2 separate regions of the Oryctolagus cuniculus genome follow, and region 1 is linked to region 2. The links are chromatin contacts, called in public Hi-C maps. All regions are on one chromosome and are shown on one strand. Each heading gives the region's core, a stretch centred on a gene start, on an enhancer-like site or on the middle of the called end of the contact. The rest is flanking DNA. Distances are from core to core; before and after follow the strand shown. Region 1 holds the start of IGFBP5 (insulin like growth factor binding protein 5). Region 2 has its middle 500 kb from the start of TNS1.

What was found. Hi-C and Micro-C count contacts between places; a contact is called where the count stands out from the background.
Region 1: a Hi-C map of liver shows a contact between it and region 2, with 8 times the contacts expected there. The contact joins the promoter of IGFBP5 here to the enhancer-like site in region 2. A contact is called at or near these places in 5 of 6 Hi-C or Micro-C datasets (ear pinna, liver, psoas muscle and 2 more).

The regions. Positions count from the first base shown.
Region 1 is chr3:22,600,039-22,603,188 of mOryCun1.1, reverse strand. IGFBP5 (insulin like growth factor binding protein 5) reads right to left here and starts at 1,519. Exons shown (of 4, transcript XM_002712468.4): 1 at 358-1,519. The coding sequence starts at 691.
Region 2 is chr3:21,745,563-21,748,380 of mOryCun1.1, reverse strand. No RefSeq gene overlaps it. Among named protein-coding and RNA genes, the nearest start is that of TNS1, 500 kb to the right of the region's middle. Within about 2 kb of position 1,565, at least 1 of the 8 cell types and tissues checked has an H3K27ac peak or open chromatin away from gene starts, as enhancers often do. A contact at or near this core is called in ear pinna, where this site is marked.

The DNA of each region.
Region 1 (3,150 bases), core at 270-2,769, 850 kb before region 2:
AAGGGGAGTGTGTGGGGAGGGAGTCGATAATGTAACAGGCATCCTTTCCGACTGCAGATTGGGGTTTAGACTTTGAGATCAGAGCTAGTGGTCGGAAGTGGGGGTGGGGGCAGGGGTCGCGTGGGACCCCAGCAAGTGGCAAGAGAAGGAGCGAAATCTGGGAGCTGCTCACTGGACAGCAGCTTAGGGCGGCAGTACTGGCCAAGGTTCCAATCCCCAGGTACAGTGACCCTCCTCGGCTCCTCCCGGACTGCACCCCAGCCCGAGGCCACTTGCTGCGCGAAGCGTGCGGGCCCAGCGCGTCCCGAGTCCCCCGCCCTGCGCCGCGCAGCTGACTGGCACCCCGAGCGCGCTCACCGATCTTGACTTGCTCGCGGTAGCTCTTTTCGTTGAGGCAAACCCCGCGGCCGTGCAGCAGGGCGTGCAGCGGCTTCTCCTCGTCTTGCCGCGGGAGGCAGCGCAGTCCCTGTGCGCAGCGCTCAGTGTAGACGCCGCAAGACTGCCCCTCGGCCAGGGCGCAAGTCATGCAGCAGCCGCAGCCCGGCTCCTTCACCAGCTCGCAGCCCAGGGGGCTCGGGGGGCACATGGACAGGGCTTTCTCGTCGCAGGGCTCGCAGTGCACGAAGGAGCCCAGGCCCTGGGCCGGCCCAGCGCAGGCGGCCAGGAGCAAGAGGACCGCGGTGAGCACCATCTTCGAGTCTCTCGCTTTCCCTCGGGGCGGGGCAGGAGAGCGAGAGTGCAGGGAGTTAAGGGGGCCAAGAGGGAGCCCGGAGATTTTTTCTTTTAAGTCTGGCAGGTAGAGCAGGTGCCTTCTCCAGACACTTGCAAAATGTAGCGGGGGGTGGAGGGTTGAGGCGGCTGCAAGCGAGTCCCGGTTGCAGGGATTAAAGGCGTGCAACAGGTTTGGAGGGTGGGAGGGGGAGAGCCTCGCCAGGTGCACTCAGGGTGGGCGGAGGGTGGAAAAAGCCCGGAGCCCGAGCGGGTCAGAGCTGTAGGGGAGGTGGGCGGGAGCCACAAAATCGCTAACCCCAAAGCAACCTCCGAAATAATGAGTTCGAAGGCTGTGCAGAAGGGGTTATTCGGGGGGGGGGGTGAGGAGGAGAAAAATGGATTGGTCTTAAAAATTTTTTTTTTGCTTAAAATTTAAAATACACCCCCAGTCCTTTCTAACCTCCAGCTGCGGCGGCGCGCGGCTGCAGCGGAACAGGTAAGAGGAGCTGGCGGCAGCCGAGAGGGTGGGAGAAAATCAAGAAACTAGGCAAAGAAGCAAAAAAAAAAAAAAGAAAAAGAAAAAGAAAAGAAAAATAAATCTAAACCCTAGCACCTCTTTTCTCCCACTCTGTCACCACCTCTTCGAAATTCGCAGGTTCTGCGTGCAGTAGGAGAAGGGTGCAAACGGAGGAGGGCTAATTAAAAGGAGGAAAAAAAAGGGAAGAAAAAGGAAAAAAAAAAAAAAAGGAAAAAGCCCACACCGCTTCGTAGCTCTTTCCTGGCAGAAGTTTCCAAAGAGACTACGGGCTCTGGTGGAGCCGGCGCTTTTAAATAGCCGGCCCCTGGCTGGCAGCCAGTTTGTAGCTGCAATTTGAGCTCCCAACACCCAACCCGGGAGAGGATGCCAAGGAGCTTTGCAGCGCAAACTCACACGGGGTGGGGGTGGGGAGAGGCCTTCGAGACACGCGGGGGCTCCCCTCCGCTCCCTGGACAGCGGCCCCCTCCCCCCGGAATGTAAGAGAGGGGCTTGGGGGGACTGGCTGGGGCTGCAGAGGGCGTGGAGGAGGTGGAGGGGCCAGTGGAAGCCGCAGTTCTTCGGCGGAGCAGGGCGAACACAATGAGAGTGACTCGGTCCCCTCCCTCTTGTCCCCTTAACCGGCCTGGGCGCAGGCTGGAGGCAGAAGCCCTTTTCTTATGAACCCACTGGATGTATACGGTGCCCAATAAATGCTTCCCAAGCTCTGTACAAGGACTTTATGCTGGTGCCTGAGTTACCATGAAAGGTGTGTGTGTGTGTGTGTGTGTGTGTGTGTGTGTTTGGGGACGGGTAGTGTAGGCTGGCCAGGCATGGATGGTGAGCTGAGCTAAAGAGAGGCAAAAAAGAAGAAAAACTGGATTTTCCTCCACCAGAGTCTGAAGAAGGGGATTTGGTGCAGGGGCATTTGTGTGGCTGGGGGCTAGGGCTGGACTGTCTTTAGTCAGAGGCAAGAAGTAGCCACCTGCCTTCAGCCGCAGGGCTGGCCCTGGAAGCTGGGGGAATGTGTGTGTGTGTGGGGGGGTGAGTGTTGCACAGTCTTGTAGGAAGGGACATTCTCACAACAGCATTGTCGGGAGCCCTGAGTGGCAGAACTGACACTTGCTGGAAGAAACCCTGTGACAACTGAAGAACTTGCTGTGTGTTTGTGTGTGGGTTTTCAGAGGGAAGGGGAGCCAGCAGGTGTGGCCCTGGTCCTCTATTTCTCCTGGGCAGCCATGTGACAGAGCAGGACACCTTCTTATAAGAGTGAGGGGTGCCGGCAGGCACATTCCAGAGAGGGGGTTCCTACCAGAGCCCTCACCATGACGTTTAAAACCTCAGTCTATTCTAACACTCTGGGACCGCTGTTTCCTTAGTAAAATGAAAGAAAGCTGGAGTCTTGAAAGAAGGCAGGTGTTCTGTTTAGCTTTTCCTAAAGTCTCTGTGGGTGGGTTATGGGGTTCACAGGCAGGCCAGGGAGAGAGGACCAAGGTCACCATCCCTTTGGGGGAGACCTCGGGGCGAGGCTCTTTACACAGCCCTGGCTCCCTTGAGATGGGCTCTAACTTTGCTTTGGAGAAGGGGCTGTTGCATTTCACAAAGTTTGCCACTAGACTGCACCCTTATCTATGATAAGAATTCTTCCTGGCCGGCTGCCTTGAAGAAAATATTTCTCTTGCTAGTTCGGTTCAGGAGAATCTCGCCTGGTGCTGTTAACACCCCCCAGATCCCGATCTTTTTCTCACTTATCTATTTGCCAAAAGGCACATTTTAAAACAAGCCTGAAGTTTAAAGTGGTGCTTCAGCTCCTGTTGCCAAAGGGGTTTTAGGTGTTGGCTGGGAGAGGGAGACTTCCCGAGTAACGATTTAAAGAAAAAAAAAAGTCACACAAGTCTCCTTGCGACTCAAATGGATACCTGAAA
Region 2 (2,818 bases), core at 316-2,815:
ACAAATATTCAGTGATCATCATGGAGTGCATAAGCCAATAAACACTGAATAATTCAGAGGCACACTATTAATAATTAATATCTCAATGAATCTTATTAAAGAAAAGAAGATAGAAGAGATGAAACTATTTCCCATGGCTCATTATCACCATAACTGTGGATAAGAAGAAAGAAAAATGAAAACCTCAAGAGAAATTATGCATCCACATCCAACACAAGTTTGGAGTTCAGTAGAACTGTGGAGAATTCTGGGATTCTCGGAAGTGGCCCAGGACCAGGAGGAAAAACTTGTGCAGACTCTGACATGCACCGATGTACACTTGCAGGTAAGACACACGCTTCTCTAGTCCTCAGTTCCTTAAACTAAAATGGCCACATAGGACTGGCCACCTTAGCTTTCTGACTTCCAGGTTATGAGATCAAAGCTGACAACATCTGAAGACCATGGAAACCCAGTGCTCCTTGGCAGAAAGTTTGAATAGAGCCCACAGATCAAGCAGGAATCTGAACTAGAGAACTCAGGTGGACACTCTTTCAGCCAAAGACTTGAAGCTTCTAGAAGGAAGGATCAAGATTGGTTTCGGGAGGGACCAGTACAGCAAAGATCTTCCACAGAGAGGAGAGACCATCCCTGGTGAGCAGACTTGAACAGGCATATCCCCCTTTCACCCTCCCCCAACTCGCAGCACAGAGGAGAAGAGACCTCAGCAACGTCTTTCTTCTCCACCTCACATTTTGCAAGCCCCCCAGAGATACCCAAAAAAGCAGTTCAATGTTTTTTCATAAACCTATGAAACAGAATCCTGCTCCCCTTCCCTGGGCTCACAGCAGCCTCCCATTGTGGAGCCCTTATCTCCAAAGCCTCGGGGAGGATGGGCACTGGTGAGTCACAGTCATGCTCCATGTGATTTAGAGTCGTAAATCAAGAGACTGTCTAAGAGAAAATTGCACCAAGCCTTAGGGCAGACGCAGGAGCCCCATGTTTAAACAATCTGGTCTAATCTCCTTGGCGAAGAGACCCTCCTACCCCAGGAAACGGCAGGCAGGACTGCCTTGTGTGCAAGTTTCAACGATATCCATCGCAGTCTGTTTCTAGTCAGGCTCTCAGAGATCACTGTCTCAACCGAGAATCATGTCAGTCCAATTTCCCCCTCTACTATCCAAGGGCAAACAAGAGCCAGCCCTGGCATTGAAGAAAATGTTCTCAAATATATCAAAATCAACTGCAGGGATTTCGTATGTCCCCGGCCACCCTGCGGGGCCTGCCACTCCCAACAGGGAGAGCTCTGTGGCACCAGTGCTGTGACTCACACTTCTTCCTCCAACACAAAGGGACCGTCCCTGAGGCCTCTATTTGCTGGCATACAATTGACAAGAGCTTTGTCAAGTCCAGCTCACATGTGGAGGCATAGGAGGTGAGCCTAGCCCTTGGCTGCCACAAAGAGGAGGAGTCTGCTGGCTCCCAGACACCAGCAGTCTTTTTTAAAAGATTCAGCAGATGCTGGATGGTCTGAGGGGTCAGATGGCTTCTCAGATCACTGGCCTCCAGGGTTCCTGTCTCATTTATACTTCCTGGAAAGTGTCAGGAGCTCATTGCAAATGGGCAGCTGGAAAGAGAGGCTAAGGGCCGTGCGGCCTCAGGGTGCCCAACTCCAGGGTGTCATTGTAGAAAGGTCTGCTCTTGGGGGTTGGTTTCTTTTTAGGTCATTCATCTGCCACTTCCCCTAGGCACCAGCTGGTGAGCATCCAGCCTTTCTGCTGTGACCGTGGCAGCCTTCCTGGCCAGGCCTCCACGTGTCTCCGCTCCCCACCATCAGCCAGCCTTGTTTATACCCAGCTTTATGCAGACCTAATCATTAACCTCCCTAAACTGCGATGTGTTGCTGCTTCTCAAGTGTCTGAGGAGGAACCAAGTTTGGGGAGTTTTGTCCACTGAGAAAACATGAGGATGGGACAGGGGCCAAATTCTGATCTATTGGGAGATCCAGAGGCCAGGCAGTCTGCACGGCATCGGGGTGTGCAAGCAACGGAGGCGAGTTAGAGATGGGAGTCTATCATTTCTCAGCCTTTTGGCTAAGATCATGTGTAGAGATGGAGAACCTGGGCTCAATAGAATGAATACAGTTATCCAGCAAATGAAAGCATTAAACGTTCTACACCCATGATGGGTTCGTCCTGCTAATAAACCTGTGAAATAAGGATTAGGGAGTTTCATGAAATAGGATGAAAAGGGTTCAGAGGTTTGCCCAAGGTCAGACCAAAGAGTGACTGCAGGATCTGATCCATGGCAATGTGCTTCAAAATCCAAAATCTTCATGTTAACACCAATGTGAGTGCTTCCCAGGAAAATCAAAACAGAAAACTGACCTCCCAGGCTCCTACAACAGTCAAAGGATATGTGGTATATAAAGGAAAGTTCTAGATTATGTGGGAGAATGGGTCCATGGTTCTCAACTAGGGATAATTTTGCCCCTCAGGGGACGTATGACAATGTCTGGAGACACTTCAGATTGTCATGGATTGCAGAGCGCAGCCAGAAGTGCTGTAAGACAGTTACTCACAATAAGGAATTATATAGTCCTTAATGCCAACAGGCTGAGGTTTAGAAACCCTGGACTAGGGGCCAGTGCTGTGGTGTAGCGAGTAAAACCACTACCTGCTGGGCCAGCATCCCATGTGGGTGTGGGTTCAAGCCCCAGATGCTCCACTTCTGATCCAGCTCTCTGCTATGGCCTGGGAAAGCAGTGGAAGATGGCCCCAGTCCTTGGGCCTCTGCACTCACTTGGGAGACCTGGAAGAAGTTCCTGGCTCTTGGCTTC